Linked DNA regions of Mus musculus: region 2 is linked to region 1. The links are chromatin contacts, called in public promoter capture Hi-C maps. All regions are on one chromosome and are shown on one strand. The core of a region is the stretch at or near the end of the contact, and the rest is flanking DNA. Distances in the headings are between cores, read along the strand shown.

Region 1 (5,787 bases), core at 172-2,671:
ATCCAGAGCTCACCTCCTGGGTCACCAGGCTGCCCACCTGGATGGGGGGCGGAGTAGGCACAGAGGAGCTCTTCACCTGCCAGGCCCTGGGACTGGCCTTGAACACATGGTAGGACTCACTGCAGTTGGCACAGGAACAGGAGGAGGCAGCTGTCGACCAGGCTAGTCACACCAAAGTCCACCCACCCCCACCCTAGAGAAGAGCCTGTTGGTGCCAATGGGGGGCCGGGGGAGAAGCCACAAATCCTGGCTGCAGACCCATGCCACAGCTTTAAGTGCTTCTAGCTCCATCTTCCCCACTCTAAGCCCTCACCTGTCTGTGCCAAGTGGGGGTAGGGTGTTGTTTTGGGGGCGCTGGGCCTCAGAACTTAGCGTCTTCACACTCTCCAGGTCAGAGTCTGGGGTCAGTGTGGCCCCTGCTGGAGTGATTTTGGGCAAGGAGCTGTCCTGTGTGTGTGATGGGAAGGCAGAGGGGTAACGACAAGAGTGAAGAGTCAGAAGACTAGGCCTTGAACCAGGAACAACACAGAGCCATAGGGCTGTAAGATGGGGGGTGGGAGTGAAGGGCACTGGGCCTGTGCTCTGGGTCCCCAGCAAGCTGGGACCATTAGGCAGCCTCAGTGACACAGCTCAATGGCCTGGTCCTTTAGAGCATCCACCGGTTCCTTGATATTTAGAAATTAATTCATGAATTAAGCCATCCATCCATCCATCCATCCATCCATCCATCCATCCATCCATCCATGTATTGTTTGAGATAGAATCTTGTTGTACAGTGGTGGCTGATCTTTCTAACCTCCTGCCTCAGCCTCACAACTGTTGGGATAGACTAGTTGACTAGTAGTCACTTGGTGACATCACAGATGACAGTCATGACCTGTGACTCTAGGTTGGGAAAATAGCCAGGCCAGGTAGTAATGCCCAGGAATGGGGGAATCTCATCTAGGCTTGGGAAGGTGGGAGAGGAGGAGGGAGGGGGAAGGGAAGGAGAAAGAAGGAGGGAGGGGAAGGAGGAAGACCAACTCCTCTTGGAACTTGGCTGAACTGGTAGGATTCCCCAAGTCAGCGAATTTGGGTCGGCTCACACGCCCACCTGCAGGGCTCTGGAGGCCACTCGGTCCATGATGGTGGCCCGCTCCAGGCTGCCCTCTTCCAGTTCCCGAAGGTAGACTTCGTAGAGTTCCTCCAGGTGCCGGGGAACCTCCAGATTGTAGTCTGTCCGGGGAAAGGGGAGATGAGAATTTGGCCTGGGCTCTCAGCCCCAACGACAAAGTCCCAGGCCCGTGCGGTTGGGCCCTACCGTCGATGATCTGCCGCTGGCCCTGGATGATCTCATCGCAGAGGCTGCGGTGCTGCTCCAGGCGGCGCACAGCCTCGCGGCGGTGGCGCAGAGCGCTGTCGCGGAGCAGAGCGTGCGACTGCATCTCGGTGTTTTCCACCTCCAGCTCGTGCACGCGGCACAGCAGGCTGAGCACCTCGCGCTGCTCCTCCGAGCCGATGCGGCGCGGCAGCGTCTCTTCCAGGCGCCGGCCACGCGCACGCAGCTCTCGGCAGCGCTGCTCCAGCGCCAGCTGCGGGAGGGCGGCACGGGTCAGCACCAGACCAGTCCCACCGGTCCAGACAGGCCCTGGTCTCAGGCCTTCTGGCTGGTACTCCAAGTATAGGTTAGCCCTTCTAAGCTTATTTTGGATGTTGCAAGTAGTTGGCGCCTTTGTGCCCACTTGACTCAACCATGCCCTGTGACATCCCTAATTCCAACTCAGAAGGTGAAAATCTATTATTATACTGGTACCATGTTCTTAGTTCTTGCTTTATGCCAAGTATTAGTTTAACTGTCTCTAGCGACCCCTTTTGGACATCACCACGGCTGCTCCCATTCTAGAGATGAGAAGTATGACGTACACAGAGATGTAGAGACCTGGACACCCAAGATTTGTGGCCTGAGCTCGCTGGGTCTCCCTCTTCCCAGCCCTCTGCCTCCTCGTCCCCAGCCCTCCGCCCCCAAGCCCCGTACACCTTCTCTTTGCGCAACTTCTTCTGTTCGCCCACCAGGGCAGCGATGTTTTCACGGGCTGATGCCACTTCAGGTGGCTCCAGGTTATCTGGCTCATCGCCTGTGTCCGAGTCCTTCTCACTGTCCTCTTTGGTGTAGGACTCCTTCCTTCGCTCCTCCCGCCACTTGAGAGCCCTTCGTGACTTCTCGTGCTCCCAGCTGCCAGCATTTCCCCCACGAGAGACACAAGATTCAGCTCATTTGTGTTTCTATGCTCCAGGCTCCTCCATGCCAAACCTGAACCTGGGTGGGTCTAAAGGGTCCCGGGATAGGGGCGAGCATACCCGGCGATGGTGAGGAGGTGACGGGAGGTGTCAATCTGGACTTCCATGGCCTGGTTCTCCAGCTCCAGCAGGCGCCGGCGCACATCCATCTGCTCGTGGAAGGCGCTGATGAGTTGCTCCCGAAGCTGTCCCATCTCCGCGGGCCCTTCCTGCCCGCTGTGTAGCTGAACCTCAGCTGCCGGGTGAGAGTGGTGTGGACAGAGGGGCCACCAGCTCAGGCCCATCTGAGGCTCTGGCCCTCAGCTTCGTCCTAGACCAGTGCTTCTCCTTCCAAATTCTCAGATTCCTTTCCTCCCACGCCCGCATCACATCTGACTGCAGTGACTGGCTCTTCTGCTAGCCCTCACAGAACCCTTGTGTCAAGGATTTTTTTTCCCTATCGTCTTTTAGAATGCCTGTTTCTCTGGCATCTTTTAGAAAACCATCGCAGTGAACACGCAAGTCTCAGTGAGTGGTACGCCTGTCGGGCGGCTCCTATATAATATCCTCACACCATCCCACCCCATCTCCGGCTCTGCAAAGCAAACAGTGTGGTCCCATTTTACAGGGGAAGGCTCCAGGATAACTAGCAGAGGCCACTCAGCCAAGAGGAGCCAGGGTTAATGCTACCTCGTCCTATAACCCCATAAGGTCACTTGGAGAGCGCTGCTGAGACCAGCTCAGGCCTCCAGAGACACAGGCCCCTCTACATACCTTGGATGTGGCGGATGTCACCCCTGTCCAGTTTGCCCCGGGCCTGACCCCGCCCAGCCTGCTGGTCGATCTTGCACTTGAGTCTCTGGATCTCGCCTCTCAGATCAGCGATGATGCTGGTGTACTGAGCGATGTGGTAGGAGACGTTGAGCAGGTTCTGCTTCACCTACAGGGAGCCCAGGATGAGGCGTGAAGGGGTACAGTCACCCCAGGAACCAGCCTCCCTTTCTCTTCCACTGCCCCTTTTAAAAAGGACTTATTTTATTTGTATGAGTATTTTGCTTCCACGCGTTATACATACATGCCCTGTGCATGTCTGGTGCCATAGATCCCATGGAACTGGAATTAGAGACAGTTGTGAGCTGCCATGTGGGTGCTGGGAATTGAACCCAGGTCCTCTGGAAGAACAGCCAGTGCTCCTAACTGCTGAGCCATCTCTCCAGCCCCTCTCATTCTTTCCCTTTGCCAGTTCTTTTCAACGACAGCAATGGTCTCCTTGCCTCCGTCCCCACAGCCTCCTGTCACATCTGCATGCCTCTGCTAGCTCTGAATCCCTAAAGTTCTACTCTTACTCACTGGCTCCCTATTTCCTACGGAGCTCATTTCTTCACCTGGTATTGAGGTCTTGCTACTCATATTCTTTTCTTTCTTTCTTTTGATTTTACTTTCATTTTTAGTTTATGTGTATGTGTCTGTGTGGGACTGTGTACCTATGACTGTGGGTACAAAAAGAAGATGTAAGATCCCCTGGAGCTGGAGTCACAGGCAGTTGTGTGCTTAATATGGATGCTGGGACCCGAACTCAGGTCCTCTGGAAGAGCCGTACTCTGAATCATTAACCATCATTCTAGCCCCATGATTTTTCCCCATGCTTGGCCTCTGTTTCTGTATGAGTGTCTTGTTTTAGTTAGGCAAGTCTCCTGGTCTCCCCATGCCCACAACCGACAGCTCATCTTTCTCTGGCTTGCCTCAACTCCTACTGTTAGCATCCATTAAAAACTAATCTACTAATAGGGACTCATGTGGCCCAGGTTAGCTTTGAACTCATTGTGTAACCAAGGATGACCCTGAACTTCTGATTCCTCTCCCTCTGCCTCCCAACGTTGGGCTGCAGCGTTCACTACGATATCGGGATAAGCTGCTTCTGCCTAACTCGTCACCATCATGTGACCTGTCCCCATGAAGTTCCTGGAGGCTACCTGGCAATGTTGGGGGAGTTGTAGATATTGAAAGAAGGCTCACTAAAACCATTTCAAAGTTAGCCATTCTACCCTCCACAGCCTCACAGGCTAAGACTTACTTTCTTACCAGAGAACATAGTTTGATCATGAACTTGAAAGCCAGGCAGTCTCTGCCCTATCCTCCACTAGCTGTGACGTCATTTTATGTCCTTAACGTTCATCATCCTAAACTGTACGGTAGGGGAGCTCTAACTCCTGCCTGGTTCTGAGGTCAGATGGGGCAGCGTGTTACGGTTCAGGGTGGCACTGGGTAAGGCAGCCTTTGACTGTCACTGTGGTGGTGAGACGCTTTAGACATATAGACTGGGTAATCCTCTGAAGAGGAAGGGACAGGAGAGGGATGGAATGGAGGGAGGAAGGCGAGCCTGGAGTGAGAGGCAGAAGAGAGTCTTTGGGAGCCAAGGGCTCCAGGCAGGCAGGCAGTGGCTGGGAGTGCAGGGAAGGGCTTTGGAGTGATGTTGGCCTGGGTAACGAGGTCACTGCTGGAAGAGTGGAGCGGCTGGCAAGGCTCCTCTCAGGACCTCAAATCTCAGTCCAGGAGGGTGTGTCTAGGGGGTAGTCCAAGGGCCCTCACCCGAGTCCTAATATTCTTGGCTCGGCCGGCGTAGGTCAGGGTGTTCCGGGACTCTTCAAAGGCAGTGCTCGCTGGACTGATGTGGGCAATCATCACAGTGCGGCTGTTCCCGCCTAGTGAATCCTGGTGGGGGGACAGGGAGCTGGCTAGCTGGAGGACACCCTCCCCAGAGGTTTCCTGAGACTGTTTACCACACCCTGGGTACACACACATGTATATCAAACACACATGTATACACTGCATGCACACAGGCGCACACACATATTCACACTCACCCACACATGTTTACACACATTCGCTCCTACACACACACATGCACACACATGCACATATGCACACTCACATACACACATGTACACATACACTTGTGCACATACACATGCACACACAGAGGCACATATGTACACGTATGTACACATGTGCATACACACATACACGCACACCCATGCTCATACAACATAAACACATGCATACAATGGTGGTCCTTTCCATATAGCCCCACTCCCCTGGCTTGTGGCTGCAATCTTCATGGCAGGCTGATACAAGCTTTCAGAACCCACAGGCCTCTGCTGGGGTCTTGTTTTCAGTGCTTACAAAGTATGAGCCTACAGGGAGGTTCCTTGACCTTTCTGTGTCTCAGTTTCCTTATCTGTAACTTTAACCCTCCTAACTTACAGAGACACTGGGAGACTTTAGAGCTAGGGAGAATCCCTTGAACCTAGTAAAGTCTGGGTGCCCATGGATCCCAAGTCTACAACTGAAGGCCACAGGTGACTCCGCCATGAGTAATTGGCTCCAAAGAGCAGCTCCGGAGGCCACAAGGCTGACCATCACAAAGCCCCAAATCTAGGTGACTCTCGGTTCTCTCTGTCTGGCTCACAGCTCCAGAAGGAGGTCCTGACACAGCCCATGTTCATTTTTCTCTACCTGTGCTTTGGTTAG
Region 2 (6,058 bases), core at 2,589-5,088, 310 kb before region 1:
CATGCTGTTTGAAAGAGATCTGATTCAGGGCCCGGAGGATGAGCACCTGGAGGTCATGTGGTCTCAGCAGCCATGGACTCTGACAAGCTTCGGTCACAGGTCTCTGCTCCAGGAGTAACTTGGACCGTTGCTGAGAACTTTTTCCTTTTTTTAGAAATGAGCTTGAAGGTATCCTTGATCTGGGGATCCAAAGTCATTCTGACCTTCATGGGTAAGACTTATCCTGGATCTGAGGGAGTTTCCACTGTGTGTGTGTGTGTGTGTGTGTGTGTGTGTGTGTGTGTGTGTGTGTGCGCGTGCGCGTGCGTATGCACGTGCATCACAGTACACATGTGGGTGTTAGGGGATGGGTTTTAGGAATCTGTTCTCTCTCCTCAATGCAACATCCTGGGATCGAACTCAGATCATCGTACTTGGTGGCAAGCACCTTCACCCACTGAGCCCTCTTGGCAGTCCACACCTGTTGTTTTATAGCCCCTGAAATTAGTCATTTAATTGGGCCCTAGAGCTAGGTTTCAGAGAGCAGCACTTACTTGGCCTCCCTCAAAACGAACATAAACTATGTGAGACTCAAGTCCTTGACCTTTAAGGAGTCTTCAGAGGAATCAGGGTCTATGTATCACGTTGCCTGAGCCACCACCCTCTGAGCCATTTTCCAACATGCAAATCTGCTGAACTCACTCAGCTTTCTGGGGGTGGGAGGGAAGGCTCTTGACCTTGCAACTTTGTTTCAAAATCCCCAACCAGAAACGGTAACTATTCCGGGTGGTGCATCCAGAGTGAGGGTCATAGTGGATGTAAGGAAAGGGCCTTGCTATTGCTGCTTTGTGTCTTTCGTGGTTCTCAAGCCCTGAATCCCTAGGGCCTTGCATTGGCCCTGGCTGGAATAGAGGCAGGAAAGTGAAATGACAAGTCTGGGCATGACGGATAGACAGCAGACCCTGAGAGGAAGCATCCCTCCCGCTCCCCACTCTGGCAACCAGGTCATATCCAGGGCAATCTCCAGCTCTCAGTCAAGTGGTTCCTCAGAGGATGATGGGAAATGTAAACGTGGAAAGACTGGACTGCCGTCCATGCACACACACAGAGGCAGAGGTCAGGTGAGGAAGAGGATAAAGGGGTCCCAGGGGCTGTAGAGCCTCATAGAGGGGAGAGAGTGTCAACACCTCATCAGGCTGAATCCTGCAAGCCCCCTTTCCCTCAGCAGATGGCCTCTTAATTATAATATGGCCTGGCATCTAGAGCAATACAGGGTCATGAGAGTCTGGGTAAAACCTGCCCGGAGAGACAGAGCAAAGCTGATTCTATGGGGGCCGTGGAGGTGGCTCAGCATGCAGAGAGCTTGCCTAAACCTGAGTTCAAATCCCCAGAACTCAAGTGAATCCGAGCACAGTAGCACACATCTGTAATCTCAGTGACAAGCAGGTGACCTTCTTGTCAAAGCTCCTGTCCCTTCTCAACTCTGTCCCTCCGCACTCCACTCTTGGGTGTATATAAACTTAGCCATCTTAATGTCTGTAAAATGAGACCAAGTAGGGCGACTGTCCACTTTATGAGCTCAGATGTAAATGCTTGGAGCGGTCCCCACTCTGTCGAAGGGCCTGCCCTGTACGTGTCTGCCGTAATTATTAGAGTTTCCACAATTCCAGCTGTGCCCTTCGGCACATAAATGTTTTTTTTTTCCCATCTGGTTTCCATTTTCCCAGCTATAATACAGAATTAATGATGACAGTTCCTCCCAAGGCGTGTGGTAGGAGAGTGTCATAGCATATATTTAAAGAAAGAGGTTGTGAACTGTAAACTGCTTTACAGGAACCATGTATTTTAAAAATCAACTGTATTAATAATTATGAGTTCTGCTAGGTCCCTCTAGACTACGGTGAAGACATGATTTCAACACTTCACAGTTCAGAAGTGAGCAGACTATTAGAGTGGATCCTAGGGAAGAAGGAAGAACACAGGGATGAAGGTCTGTGTCTGCCTCAAAAGAGGAAGAATTCCCCGGGCCTTGCTTCACTGGTAATCAATTTGCAGTCCAGTTTCATTCCCTGTTTTGATTTCTCAGTGTGAGTGTAGGGGTCCCCCGGAGAGGCAGGGTCCACGAGTCCTGATTGTCCCCTGGAACTTTTCTGCTTGTTTTAAAACCCAAGACTCACTAGGGCATGGCATGGGGGCAAGATTTAAACAGAGAGGCAAGGAAGAAGAGGAAGCGAAAGGTTTACTGTTGAAAGGCCCACAAGAGTTGGGTGTGCGGCAGCCATACACCTGTCACCACAGCTCTTGAGAAGCTGAGGCAGGAGGATAGTGAAGACCACCTAGGGCTACCTTGGGAGACCCTGTCTCTGAAACAACAACAACAACAAAAAAAAATCCTCAGACTCAAAACAAAACCAGATAATGCAGAGAAAATGCTTATTATTATCACTTAGAGAGAGGTGGTGTATATGTATGTATTTTTGTGTATATGTGTTTGTGCCTGTCTGTAGGTATGGATTTGTGTGCACAAGGCATATGTGTATGTGTGTGCATGGTGAGTTCCACTCCCAGAGCCCAGTGGGCCTCTGACTTTTTCCACAAAAGACCCTGGGGACTCCAAATTAAAGGGAAGCTACTCAGGAGAGACATATGTGTGTTTGTGTGTGTTTATGTATGTGTGTGTGTGAGTGTGTGTGAGTATGTGTGTATACACATGTGCAAGCTCTCATGCATACCTGGTGATGTGGCTTCAGATACCTGAAAGCACACCAGTGGTATTTGGTGAAGCCCAGATTGTTAAACAACACCCTTCTTATCCTACGTCAATCCATCAACCGAGAACTGGACATTCACGTAAGGAGGAGGGCGTGGGCTTTGGTTTCAGGGAAGTAGGAACTGTTGACCGGGAGAGTTCGGTCTCAACAGCTGGCTGATTTGAATTGTACCATGTGTGTCTCCAGGCGCAGGCCGAGGTCTGGGGCTGATTGCTGGGGTCACTGAGAGGTGAAGGCTCCAGACCTGTTGTTTGCTACTGGCTTGCAGCTCTCTCACTTGGGCTAGAAGATCTCTTCCGGTTGGTAGATGGGAGGAGGGCCCGTGCTGGACTCTGCTAGGAAACAGTGTCCCTCAGCACCCCACAACTCAACAAGGGAGCCGTGATGTTACAGTCACCTTGCATCCCTGGGGACTTGTGTCTTGCTTGAGGCCGGTGAGGAAGGAAACAAACAGCGCTTTGGGATAAATTTAGTGCCGCTGTAAGTATCGTGCTCGACACTTGCCCAGCCTGGCATTCACCTCTGTTTACATCCAGCTCAGTGGGATGTAGCATGGCTGTGACTTTCCAAATGCTTCTCATTGTCCTCTCCTGAGTGGCTTCCCTTTAATTTGGAGTCCCCAGGGTCTTATGTGGAAAAAGTCAGAGTCCCACTGGGTTCTGGGAGTAGAAATCACCATGCACACACATACATATACACCTATACCATGTGCACACAAATCCATACCTACAGACATGCACACAAATCCATACGTACAGGCATGCACACACGCACAAATATATGTACATCAGCATTACCTTTTCCTCAGACCAGCTCACAAGAGAAAACAGCACCCCAAGCTGGTGAAGCTCCAATATTTACTCAGAAAATACCCCAGAGTCCTAAAATTAAAGGGGGGTTTTGGGAATTAATGGGGATGGGAATTAAAGGGGAAGGGTTGTCCGAGGATGTTGGGGGCACTGGGAAAGTCACTAGCGCTGGATCAGGTCAGCATCATTTCCTGTTAAAATTATCCCAAGGAACAAGTCAGCGCCTCTCCCCACGCCAGCTGCCTGCTCTGGGAACTGGGCAGGGCCAGCTCCTCAGCCCTGGGGAGACCCAGATGGCTCCAGATTGCCAGTGATGTAGCCTGCACTTCCTTTATTTATCCAGAGCCTTCTGAGCGCCCGCGAGAGGAAAGCGAGCAAATGGGAACACCATACAGCCAGCAGCCTGCTCTCCTTGGCTTTCTGGCTGCTTCTTGAGTTGGGGTTGAAAATCTGGCAAGAATTGGAGCTGTTCCCTCCGCTTAAAAATGGTATCTGTCCACACACAGAGCAGCGTTTTCTTGTGGATTTGGGTCTTTTGGCCATAACACTATGTTCCATTTACATTGTTTTAATTGACAAAGATGTCTTTGAGGGATAAAGGATTTGTAGAGGAAGACAGAATACTGGGTACAGTCTTCCACTGGTCTGTCTTTGCCTAGTAACTTGGAGTGGGGGTGGGTCCTCTCATGAACAATCCTGCTTTATGCAGCCTTCTCTGAGACCTGTGGGTGACAGCTCAGTGGAGGGGGAAGGCTGGCTGGTGTTTGGGATTCTGTCTGTTTTAGATAGTGACTTGTTTGTTTGAGCCAGAGTCTCAATATGTAGCCCAGGTTGGCCTTGGATTAAAGATCCCTCTGTCCCAGCCGTCCAAGTGCTAGCCTTACAGGTGTGCAACTGTGACACCCAGTTTTAGATGTTAACTTTAGTCAGAGGCTAAGTGAGAGGGGACATTTCAAAATCGTGTTGGAAGTGGTCATTTCTTCCTGGGCTATCCCACTCCAGCTCCTGAGCCTTTATTAAGGCATTTGAGACAACAGATGTAATCTTAAAGCAAATTGTACGTGTGTGAGTATGTTAGTGATGTGTGTATGAGAGTGTGTGTTAGTGATGAGTGTGTGTTAGTGATGAGTGTGTGAGTGTATGTGTTAGTGATGACTGTGAGAACGTGTTAGTGATGGGTATGTTAGTGATGAGTATGAGAATGTGTTAGTGATAAATGTGAGTGTTAGTGATGAGTGTGAGAATGTGTTGGTGATGAGTGTGAGAACATGTTAGTGATAAGTGTGAGAATGTTAGTGATGACTGTTAGTGATGAGTGTGAGAATGTGTTGGTGATGAGTGGGTGTGGGTGTGTGTTAGTGATGAGTGTGTGTGCTATTGATGAGTGTGAGAATGTGTTAGTGATGAGTGTGTGAGTGTGTGTTAGTGATGAGTATGTGTGTGAGTGTGTGTTAGTGATGAGTGTGTATGAGTGTTAGTGATGAGTATGTGTGTGTGAATGTGTGTATTAGTGATGAGTGTGTGCTTGCCAGGGTCTGATCTTGAGAGTCTTCCTCTTTCATGTATCATGCTGTGTTGTCGAACCTGGAGCTCACTGCTAGCTAGCTACTGTGGCCAGTAAACCCCAAGGATCCCCCAGCACTGAGACTACAGGCCCGCCCTGCTATGTCTGGGTTGTATACAGATACTAGGATCAAACTTAGGCCCTCATGCCTGCATGGCATGTGCTCTGTCGAGCCCCAAGTGTAGAGCCTTACAGTTTGGAATGCTTAATATATGTTTGATGAACGAATAGATTGGTGTGTGGGTTACCATGGGATGGAAACATCACAAAGCAAGAGCTATGACAGATGGAAGTGCCAGAGAGGACAGGGTGTGGCCGAGAGCTCCTCCCTCCCCTCTATGCCACACACTAGAGGAGGTACCAGAGCAGCCTCAGACGCTCTGCTCTTCTTTCTCTGCTAATATCATTCAACAAAGACCGAGGAGCCTGGGACAAATGAATGAGCAACCATGTCTTTCTCCCCTCCTTGTTTTTCTGAGATGCAGGGAGGAGGCTCATTTCAGCTTAGTAATTAATTGCTTGACCCTCTTGGGACAAGCTTAGCTCGAGTAAGCAGGAACTGAAGTCCCCATGTCCTGCCTTGTCTGGGCCCAAAGCTCCACCCTTTGTGCCTAGAACTCAAGGTCAGGCCAGGAACTGCAAGGCTCCAAGTCAGGAGCTGCTTCTGAGCCCCTCCCTGCTGTTGTGGCCCTGCAGGGCTCTAGACAGCGACCTGGTTGCAAGACAGGATGGAGAGTTCTCTGAGAAGAGTGCGGCATGGTTGTCCATACGCTTTAAATTATTTAGTTGCATCAAATATTCAGATTTGTGAGAACAATAGAAACTCTATTTAAAAGCTCTAAGCGTTTGACTGATGAACTGAGTGTCTCCCCAAGTTCCCAGCACCAGGTCCCCACTCTGTGTGTCTCTCAAGAGTGACTTGTGCTCCTCTGGTC

The links. Capture Hi-C pulls out chosen DNA fragments and counts their contacts.
Region 2: a contact with region 1 is called in a promoter capture Hi-C map of pancreatic islet. The contact joins two enhancer-like sites. A contact is called at or near these places in 1 of 39 promoter capture datasets (neural stem cells) and 2 of 9 other capture datasets (embryonic stem cells and pancreatic islet).

Annotation. Positions count from the first base shown.
Region 1 is chr11:114,782,160-114,787,946 of GRCm38.p6, reverse strand. It overlaps Kif19a (kinesin family member 19A), which reads right to left. Exons shown (of 20, transcript NM_001102615.1): 9 at 4,846-4,968; 10 at 3,031-3,196; 11 at 2,338-2,512; 12 at 2,017-2,212; 13 at 1,301-1,571; 14 at 1,094-1,215; 15 at 314-447; 16 at 14-119. Among named protein-coding and RNA genes, the nearest start is that of Btbd17, 11 kb to the left of the region's middle. Within about 2 kb of position 1,421, at least 60 of the 459 cell types and tissues checked have an H3K27ac peak or open chromatin away from gene starts, as enhancers often do. A contact at or near this core is called in pancreatic islet, where this site is marked.
Region 2 is chr11:115,096,556-115,102,613 of GRCm38.p6, reverse strand. It overlaps a transcript of Rab37 not described here. Among named protein-coding and RNA genes, the nearest start is that of Cd300lf, 34 kb to the left of the region's middle. Within about 2 kb of position 3,838, at least 34 of the 459 cell types and tissues checked have an H3K27ac peak or open chromatin away from gene starts, as enhancers often do. A contact at or near this core is called in pancreatic islet, where this site is marked.